Linked DNA regions of Sus scrofa: region 2 is linked to region 1. The links are chromatin contacts, called in public HiChIP or PLAC-seq maps. All regions are on one chromosome and are shown on one strand. The core of a region is the stretch at or near the end of the contact, and the rest is flanking DNA. Distances in the headings are between cores, read along the strand shown.

What was found. HiChIP or PLAC-seq counts read pairs in DNA pulled down with a chosen protein or histone mark.
Region 2: an H3K27ac HiChIP or PLAC-seq map of skeletal muscle shows a contact between it and region 1, with 5 times the contacts expected there. The contact joins the promoter of GOT1 here to the promoter of HPS1 in region 1. A contact is called at or near these places in 2 of 5 promoter capture datasets (fetal skeletal muscle and liver) and 1 of 2 datasets of contacts at active chromatin or transcription factors (skeletal muscle).

Annotation. Positions count from the first base shown.
Region 1 is chr14:109,751,441-109,756,817 of Sscrofa11.1, forward strand. HPS1 (HPS1, biogenesis of lysosomal organelles complex 3 subunit 1) reads right to left here and starts at 2,272. Exons shown (of 19, transcript NM_001098587.1): 1 at 2,238-2,272; 2 at 429-545. The coding sequence starts at 545.
Region 2 is chr14:110,633,182-110,638,558 of Sscrofa11.1, forward strand. GOT1 (glutamic-oxaloacetic transaminase 1) reads right to left here and starts at 2,644. Exons shown (of 9, transcript NM_213927.1): 1 at 2,474-2,644. The coding sequence starts at 2,591.

The DNA of each region.
Region 1 (5,377 bases), core at 1,022-3,521:
AAAGCTGTTAATCAGAAATTAATCCGGAAAATTTTTCAAAATAAATTACTCCTTTAAAATGTAGAGTAGGGTAGGAATTCACAGAGTTGTCATAAACATTAAAGTGTTAAGCTTATGCTAATCTTTTTAGGTAGAGACACTGAGGACATCAGGCTTCTCGGTTGGTTTTGTGATTAAAATTCTCCCACCTCCTCCGGCCCTCATTTAGCCCAGGGAGCCCTAGGGGGTGAGGGTGGGGTCGCTGCCCTCCAGAGCATCAAGGGCTGACCTGTGAGGATGCGCTGGACCACAAACGCGCCCTGTTGCTCCCTCGGGCTGGGCTGGCAGTGGGGAGGGGATGGGGGGCTCTGCTGCGTCTTGCAATTCTGTGCTGTCCCCTCCTGTCCATCCCTCGACCCTCTTCTCCCTCCTTCTCTGACAGCACTCACCTCTTCTCCCTCATTCTCTGACTGCCCAAACTTCAGCCGCAGACTTTCTTTAAACTCTTCATCTGTCCAGTAGAAGAGGACCTCGGCACCCTCCGTGGCCACCAAGACGCACTTCATCTGCCAGGAGAAGTAAGGTCAAGGCCACCTCCCAGCCCCACATCCAAGCAAGGCCTGAGTAATAAAAAGGATCAGAATCCCAGCAAACACCTAGTAGCCCTCAGTGTGTGCCAGGCACAGCCGTGAGGGCTTTCCTGGTGTTATTTCCTCATGGCAACTTGATAAAGCAGGAATCTTCAGTTATTCCCATTTTACAGACAGGATTTGATGAGGCAGAGGTGGGATTTAAACCCAGATCTGTCTGATGCCAAGGCTGGGGCTCTTTCCTGCATAATCCGGCCCCTCTCACCACAGCAACAGACCCACCACCGTCCTGCTGGAGCCAGATGTAAAGAGAGACCTAGCTCTTGATCTGGACAGGGGGTCGACTGCAAAGGGGTCTGGTCTGGAAGGGAGGGCAGCTAGTGCACCTCCCTCTGGAAGGTCCAGAAAGGTGTTTCTCCTCAAGCCTGAAACAGCTCCAGGACAAGCTTCAAAGCCCACAAGGAGTGGATGCAGCCTTATAGGAGTTTCATTCACACGTTCCTCCAGCTCTGGTGGACACAGAGGCTGTGTGGCCTTGGCCATGGTTCACTCTCAGCCCTGTGTAGCTGCTGCTTCCTCAGCCACCAGCACCAGTACCTTTGGCCCTTCCAGACCTCCCTCCCGGCCACCCACGCATGGAACCCTCTGTGCCACACATTTTAATGCTTCATGATACGTGTTGTCTTATTCACCAACTGGTAGGCTCTTAATCCACAGCTTTCTATGCTGAGCCCGGCCCCGAGGTGCTGCAAGACATTGATCTTCTCAACCCTCGCAGCAGCCTGGTGAGCTCTCAGGCAAGCTGCTTGTCCCAGGCAAAGGGCCATCAAGTTTTCTCCTCCACCGCAGCATGCTGCACAGACATGACCACATGTGCTAAGATGTGACAACTGTGAGGAAGCGCTGCTCTAACTCTTCTGTGGCTGGACATTCTGTTTCCTCAATAGGATCACAGCCACTCGAGGTCTTGGCGCAGTTACATTCACTAGGATCCCCTGTGTGATCCGCTTAGGGGTACTTACTGAATTCTTCCTAAATCTCCAGTTGGTTTAGCACCTCGCCTTGTGGTGTTTCCAGCACAGTAAAATGCAAAGAATGTAGCCTATTCCCATGGAATTTCTTGACACAGGCAGAGACTGGGAGAGCAATGGAGTGTGATGCAAAGGTTGCTGGATGAGGGCAGGTGGGCCTGGAAGAGGCTGCTCTGCACACTCCCAGGTGAGTGTGGCAAAGATGGGGACTTGAGGGGCTGGCCTGATTGGAAGGGGGTGTATGGGCTGGAGGATGGAGGCCGTGAAGAGCAGAGCGCGCTGGTAGGCTGGTGAGGGTCTGTGTCATGAATGGGTGGGGTCACGGTTAAGGAGACCAGTTGTCCGGGTGGAGGAAAGAGAGTCCACTCCTTAGTGGAGGCCAGGGGAGGAAGGGCTGATTTAAAAGGTGTAGCTTAGAGTCTTAGAGGCCTTGAGACTGCCTGGATGCAAGGGAGGAAGGACAGAACAGGCAAAGGTGACATCAGGATGCAGAGCTGGGGTAGGGGGTGGGGATGAGTGGGCTCTGCACAGCTTTCGAGAGCTTGGTCCCTCGCCTGCCTCACCCTGTCCACCTCCCCCAGCCTGAGGAGCCCCAGGGTGGGGGCTGCCTGCCTCCAGCTCAGGCAGGACCACCTACCTTGGCAAGGAGCACTGTGGAGCTTCCGGACAGTCAAAGGTTCAGGAAGGACTGCAGTAGACAGACTCGGTGACCGGCTCATGAGAGCAGCATATCATCAGGGGACCTGCAGACACTTCACACAGGGAGGTCACAGGCAAGAAGAGGTTCTCATTCCAACAGCTCCTGGTTCCCAGGAGGGGATAAGGTGGTGAAGGACTGAATGGTCAAAGGTCTCTCTCTGGCCCTTGGGCAGTCTGCTCAGAGCAAGCTCCCCACTACCAGGAGTTTTGCCAGTGGCCCAGATCCTGCCCTCCCCAATGGAGAATACAAGCCCAGCCAGCATGGTCCTTTGGACATAGCAGATATCCACAAACATTAATGCCCACTGACTAATCTCATTTCTTTGTGGGTCACTCCCAGCCATGGTGCGGTCAGCAAACCCACCCTGAGCAGCCCCAGGGAGCTTGCTGTGAGGACTACTAAGAGACAGCACATCCTAAGGAGACAGACTAGGTATCCTAGGATGATGCAACAGATGGCAGTAAACCATCGCAAAAGGCATCAGAGACCTGGTTCTAGTCTGGGCTCTGCCAAAGCACATAAACATCTCTGCCTCAGCCACCACCAGCTCCACCTCCCTCCAGGGTTCTAGTGAGAGTTCAGGAGTCACCAGGCAGGCACATCCTTTGCAAACTGCTTTCTTACATAGAGATAGAGGGTCATTTTACTTATGTCCCAGCTTCCCTTCCTCAAATGACAGGGTGAACTAAACTGGTTCCAGAATCATTCACATTTTGATCACGAAGGCAGGAACAATATAAAACTGAAGTTTAATTAGGAAGCCAAACATTGTAAACAAGTAAAAGGCAAGAAAGTGCTGTTGGGGGCTTAGCATCCTGTGCAACATGAGACTTACAACATCACCTGCATGACTGGCCTAACTGACATATACCTGGAAAAACAGGAATGCTTTTCACTGGACATTAGGTTCCGCTTTTTTTTTTTTTTTAATTTCAAAAGGCTGTTGGAAAGAGAACCACTGGAGTCATTTTGTTAATTCCCTGTTCTCTCTATCCTGCTCTAGGAAGGGAACACAGGACTCACTGGAGCTCCAGATGACACTGGGCCAACCTGAGGAAAACCTCCTACGCCCAAATCACCATCCTCCCAGGAAACTGCCCCTGCAGCAGTCGCTTCCCCCGGCCAGCAGCCCCGTCTCAGGAGGCCCACTCCCTCAGAGCCTCGGCCTTGCCCCTGCTGGACGGGAGGCCCAGGCGTGACGACCCACAGGGCTCTCACGACGACCCAGGGCAAAAGGTCTGGCTTGCGGCACCCGCCCCCCTTGTAGCTGCAAAAACAGAGGGGAGGCAATCAGAGCAAGGCCCCTGGGGCGGGTGAGGCTGGGGGTGGAGCCGCTCCTTCCTTTTGCGGGAGGCCGCGCAGGGGTCTGAGAAGAAGGCCCGCCGCCCACCCAGGCGCTTAAACAGTACGGAAGGCACACATACCGAGTCAGACAAACACCGCCCTGCCTTCCAGGAGCGAGCAGGCGCGCTTCCGGGTTCTGCCACGTGACCGCCCACGTGACCGCCGGGGAGCGGCCGAAAGCCAGCCCGCTCCTGGGTTCTAGCCCTCCCCCTCCGCTTCCCCCAGCCCCCGCTCCCGCCCCTCCTCCCCTCCTCCCCTCCTGCTCCCTCCTGCTCCGCCTCCGCCCCATGCACTTTGCAGTTCCCTCCTGCGGGCAGTCTGGCCCTGGGAGCACTGCCTCCTGCTGGACGGTGGCCACGTTCCTCCCGTTCCCAAGGAGGGCGCTGAGGCCCACAGTGGCACTGCGCTGGGGCTTGCTACTTTGCTACTTGCCCGAGTTCAAGACACTCCCTCCCCAATAAGTACGAGGAATGTCCCTGTTTTACAGAAGAGGACACTGAGGCCCAGAGAGAAGAAATAACTTGCTGAGGGGCCGAGTTAGCTTCCGAAAGCAGGTCTTCTGGCTTCCAGCTGGGCTCTGGCTCTTCCTCATCCTTTGGCTTTTCTTTCTGAGTTGCAGTTTTGGGCCGAGAGAGCCACCCTCCTGTGACTGTTTCCAGGAACTCCTTAGGAGGAGACACAGCCTGCAGAAGGACCCAATGACCCTTAGAATGCCAACGCTGAAATTTGTTGATAAGGATTCTCAGTCCATCTGGGGGATGAGGGGGCACATTAGGGTCTTTGCTTTGAACCTGTGTTTGCTAGATTCTCTTAAACTGTGTGTGTGTTTGTAGTGACCAAGGGTGGGGACAGCTGATGATCATGGAAGGGACGAAATTCCCACCTAAGCCACCCTTAGTACCCTGGTATCACCTGGCAGCTTTGAGCTGCAGCCCAGCAGGGTTAAGTTGTGGGGAGCGTCTGGAAGACCTGCAGTTTGAGCAAAGCGGGGTGGGGAGGCAAGAATTAATGCCTCCAATACCTTCAGACAAAACGAGCCTCCTCTCCTTCCCCCGCCCTTCACCTTGTAGCCCTCCCAGCCCACCTTGAGCCCCAGACCTTCCAGCTCCACTCCTATAGCATTTATCCCCACCACAGACATCCCTCTCTGCAGCCAGAAGTTGAGATCCTTCAGGCTGAGCACACTTTATCCTGCTATTTTCTTTTCTTTTCTTTTTTGGTCTTTTCTGCCTGTTCTAGGGCATATGGAGGTTAGGGGTCTAATCGGAGCTGTAGCCACCGGCCTACACCAGAGCCACAGCAATTCGGGATCCGAGCCGCATCTGCGACCTACACCACAGTTCACGGCAACGCCGGATCCCTAACCCACTGAGCAAGGCCAGGGATCGAACCCTCAACCTCATGGTTCTTAGTCAGATTCATTAACCACTGAGCCACGACAGGAACTCCTATCCTGCTATTTTCATTCACCGTGTTTCTGTGTCAGACTCATCATCAGCATGAGTTGTATTCCATTAAACGGATACACTGCTGTTTACTTATTCACTCCCACTACAGTAGTTATCATTTCCCACCAGCAACTATTGAAGGTCCCAGTTTCTCTGTATCTTCACCTACATCTGTTATTACCTATTTTAATTTAGCCATCCTAGTGAGATTGAAGTGATAGCCCATTGTGATTTCATTTAGATGCTGTGACGTGATTTTTGGCCATTTGTATATTTTTGGAGAAA
Region 2 (5,377 bases), core at 1,394-3,893, 880 kb after region 1:
TTAATTACATTTCCTTCACAAAGGATATACTTTGGGATGTGTATAATAAACAGAGCTAGGACATATGAAAGCCATAAAGAGACCTCTTATTCTACTATACTTCAATGAGGCCCTTATCTGAACACCTGTCAGCACAAAAAAAAAAAAAGATGTCACAGGAATCATCAGAAATAACTTTTATATAACAATTTTCATATAATATCATATTTCCCATGAAATTATTCATTTAATTCTCAGTCAACTGATGAGGTCACTAACATTATATCCTATACTGCAGTCATGTAATGTGCTAGTGAATCTTAGAGAAGAATTTTAGAGAGGCGTCATTCCATCCTGGCTCCTTATTTAAGAGATTAAGTCTGGGGATGTTAAATAACACTCCCAAGGTCACCTCACTGGGCTGCAGGCCTGGGCCTGTACCCAGGTCTCCTGGCTCCTCCCACTACAGTGCCCTGGCTCCCTCTGGACCACCTGAAGGTGCCCAAAATAGAGGAGAGGGCAGAGACCCAGGGACCTGAGAGATGTAGCCTGGTACCCCACCCAGCTCTACCATCTATAGTCATATGACCTGGGCCAAAAGGCTTCATCAATCTGGGCTTTGGCCTCCTTATCTCTAAAACAGTAATAGTAATAAACAACCCTCCAAGAGTCTAGCACCAAATGCATAGATCACTGGCTTGTAGTAAAGAGAAAGAATTCCTTGGTTCCAGAAAAACATGACAAAGACACTGTCACGGTTGAAGTGACCACCATCTGGGCTGCAGAGTATGCTTCTGAGCCAATCACTCACTTCTGTCTGGGCTGGCAGGGTGCTTTTTCTCTGCATGAACAATTTATTCTGGAACCAGTGTTAGAAATTATTTTATTTTGCAGTTCTTGAGCTGAAAAATTTCATTAAACATCTTTTATGTGACCCCTCCAAATACCAAAACAAGAGCAATATCTAATACTTATATAACTCCTACTTATGTGTCATACACTGGTCTAAGCACTTTAAAAGCATTTGATCCTCACCAAAACCCTGAAAGACAGTTTAAAGGTAATTGAGACAATAAAACCTGAGGTTTTAAAAAAAATGTATTTAGATTAATATCAATATTAGTTCTTCCTGATAAATGGAGCCCTAAAGACATATTTGGAAGTTTTGGATAGATAAAGAGCTTGAAGAGCGACCATTCCAATTCAATTCAAGGCAATCTTTCAATGTTACTCTATTCTGCTTGTTGCTAAAAACATTACCTTCCCTCTGTGGGTGAAACTATGTAGAACTGGCTTTTTTTAAATGCTTTATTATGGAAAATTTCAAATATATACAAAAATTATAAAAATAATATAATGGATGCCCATGTACCCATTATCCAGCTTTCAACAAACCAAGAACTTTCTAAAGGCTTTCTTCTCACTCATCCCCCATACTCCTTGGTGAAGACTTTAACAGGTCCTATGGACAGACACAGTCACTTGTAAGACACCTAATTCTGAACCTCCTTCTCGCCACTGCGTCTCTGCTACAAAACAGTTCAATTTTCTCTTTTCAAAATTTCTAGTCCTTTTGCTCTAAGTTTGTTCCCTAGCACAGAACATCATCCTATTCACTCTCTTCTCCCTGGCTGGTCTTTGGGTGTTGTTGAGTGTCTGTGTGGCTTCAAACATCCAAATGACAGTGACAGAAATAATACATTCACCAGAGAAGATTAAGATTAGAGTTAAATTTCAGAGGCACTCCAGTCCAAGTCTTTTTCTTAGCAGTAAGGCAAATTGAAGGCCCATGCTCTGACCTATCCAAGGTCCAAGAAAGACAAACAAGAAATAAAGACAAAGATGTGTGCAAAGTGATGCATCGCACTCCTTTTCACCATCTATATTCTTTCCACTCCTTTCACCATCCCTGCCCGTTCCCACCACATTCTTCCCAGATCGTCCCAAAGAGCATTAACGTGTCTCGAAAGAATTTTAGATCTCTATTTTATCACTGCTGATTTTAATCTCCTTGGAGCCAAAACCAAGCCTCAGTCTTTTACAGGGTTTGGTAAAGTGCCTGATTGACACCTGGTAGTCAGTCAAATATTTACCGACCCAGATCAGCGCTCCCTAGGACTACGAGTTCTCCTTTATCCATTCCCCAGCTATCAGGTCTCCAAGCCTGATATCAAACGTTCTATTTTCCCCTCTCTCCTTTCAATCATCCTTTCCCTAGGGAAAGGACGCAGTATAACACACACAATAGAGAATCGGAAAAACTGAGTTTGTGTCCTGATTGCTACACCTTCCTGTGTGTACATAGATACGTCTCCCTTTTTCAAGGACTCCATATGGCCATCTGTAAAATGGGCAGATGGAACCAAGCCTCGTGGATCTTGCCACCTCTCCGACAGAACCAAGGTGGGCCTCGGCATCTCCTACGGTCCCCATAGCCCAAGTTAGGTCCGCTCCACTCCCAGGTTGTTCACACACTTGGGCACTGCATCCTTACCTCCCACTCCTAGGTTGACCTTGCGGGGGTCCGGATCCTCCCGGAAGTCAGCAATGAGCTTAAAGACAAGGACCGGCTGGGCCTGAGGAACCTCGGCAAAGACTGATGGAGGTGCCATAGCTAGAGAGCAGGAGTCGGCCGGGAGCTTTCACCTCGCGCCCGGAGCCGCTCGGTACCGTCCAACCGCTGCAACTGGAGGAGACTCTCACCTTCACCTAGTAGGCGGGGGCGGGCCCACGGCCTCCAATGGTCGAGCCGTGTCGGGAGTTTGGCAAAGCTGTTAACCAATCGTGAGCTTCTGACAAAAAAGGCCAGGAGGGAGGGGATGCTATTAGCCAATCCAAGAAGAGAACCTTGTCAGAGGCCGGTAATGATGCAACCAATGCACTGTACGCCGGCCGAGATGGGGCGGGTCTATGGCTGATTGGCAGAGCGTCCTCCTATCACTGAGGCTGTTGTTCCTTGGCCCTACCGGTGCTGAAGGAAGGAGCCGAGCGGCAGTCGTACCGCGAGGCGGTTTCCTCGACCTTCAAGGGCCAAGAGATTAGCAGGCGGTGGCCCGCGGGAATTCCGGAGGACCGGCCTTCTGGTACCCACAGAACTGGTGTTCTAGCTGCCACGCCGCAGAGTGCGTACATTCCTGACCCATCCTGGCCTGGCTCAGGCTAGCAGCCAAATCCGGCGTCTGCACTCGGGACGGGAGTCCTCTGCCAATCGTGCCGTTCCGGAGCCCGCGCGGGCGACCTTGACCTTCTCTGCCTGAGAGAAATGTGGGTGGGCCACCTGCCTTGGTTTCAGACAGGAGGCAAGACATGACGAGAGGCAAAGCAAGGCAAGATAAGAGGAAGTGTCCAGGAGTTCCTTTCTGCCACTCTTCCAATTGCGGGCGTTTTCTCCCCTTCCTATCTGACAGGGCTTGATCCTCAAGGATCTTGAGAATATGGGCGCAGCCGCCCCCTCCAGCTTTTCTCCCACACAGGCACTCAACCAGATCTTGCTGCCATCAGCTGGCTGGTACCCAAAATCTTCTTTTAGTCTGCCTGTTCCTTCCCCAACCCCTCTCTCCACCTATTGACCTTCAAGATCCAGAACAAATGCCTCCTCCATAAAGCTATGCCTTAACCCTCACTCTGGTTAAAATTCATCTCCCTTTCCTATGCTTCTGTATCTTGTTGGCAATATTACAGTTTTAGAAAATGCCCAGTTAAGAACCTAGCTCTGGAGCTAGACAACCTAGGTTTAAATTCTAGTGCTGCCATTTACTAATCTGGGCAGATCTAGGCAAGCTACTTAACCTCTCTGTTCATGCTCCATATAATGGAGATAATAGTACTTTCCTTATGGTTGTTGTGGGGATTATGTGAGTTAATATGTATGAAGTGTTTAGTTGCATATAGTAAGCACTCCCGCAATATTAGCTATTGTCATTGCGTATCTGCCACACCCCTTGTAGATGGTAAGCTCCTTCTGGCTAGAGAACTTGCCCTGTATTGGTCTCCTTCAGTTTCTTGCACTTGGTAAGTATTCAATAAGTAGTGGAAGGCTTTTCAGAAAAAAAGCAATATCTCAGTCTCTATTCATTGGATAACACAACAAACCTCAAACATTCATGCAAAGTAATAAACGTAATCCAAAAGACCTTTGTGCAACAGGTGCCAACCTTTGTATCATCTGCATCTTTTCAGAAACAGCCTGTTTTTAAAGATAACTTTTCACAGTGTTGAATTAACATTTTCCTCTAAGATTGCAAGTTCAATGCTGAAGGTGAAATGACAGTGAACTTTCAGTGCTTCCATAAGCAGAGGCAAAGGCCAACTGCTGAGTGGGATGTTCTATGTCCCAGCCTTCCTGGAGGTTTTTTTGGGTTTTTTTTTTTTTTTTTTTTTTTGTCTTTTCTGGGGCCTCTCCCGAGGTATATGGAGGTTCCCAGGCTAGGGGTCTAAACAGAGCTGTAGCCACCAGCCTACACCAGAGCTACAGCAATGCCAGATCTGAGCCGCGTCTGCGACCTACACCACAGCTCACGGCAACACTGGATCTTTAACCCACTGAGCGAGGCCAGGGATCAAACACGCAACCTCATCTTTCCTAGTCGGATTTGTTAACCACTGCGCCACGACGGGAACTCCCCCGGAGTTTGATTCAAAAGTATGATCACAGGGTTGGCCAACAGTATCATGGTCACTCCTTACGTCATTCCCTGGAGGAAAAGCAACCCTGGGTTACCTAAACATTGTTAACTTAGCTAAGTCCAAATAAATATTTATTGGCAACCTAAGCAGCTCCATAACCAAGTCAGTGCTAATAGGAGCAAAGAAACTACCATTTGCAGTTTTTCTTCATGTCTCCATGATACCTGTTCTGAATTTTAGAAAGGAGCGAACAGTTACCGGATTTCCTTTAGGGGAAAGGAACTGCAGACTGTGTGGGATCCAAGTCTGGAACTTTTATCCTCAAAAATATGCTTCTTGGAGATTAAGTTCTGTACCTTTCTGTCTTGAGCCCTGTCCCTCCAGCAAAGTGCCCATCTTGAAATAAACAAAATGTTTTCCAGGCCATCGCTACTTTTAACACTTTGACTTAGAGTGGACACAACACCTCCTTCCTGCCGAGTGGATAATTCAAGCAAAAGATTCTTGAGAGGCAAAAGTTGCCCAGACAAGTAGGCAGCCAGGTAAAGTGATTGTCTGGGGAAAGAGGTGTCAGGGTCAGAAGGAAGAGGGGCAGGTAGTCCCCTGCCTCCTGACTTTATTATGACTATCTGTTCAAGGGACTCTGTCCCTACCATTTCCCTTCTGCCTTCTTTTTCTCTTTTCTTCAAAAGAATTGGAAGGAAGGAGCTGAGAACCACATAACAGCTTGATTGGTAATGAATTCCTTTCCATTATACTTGCTTGGAAATCC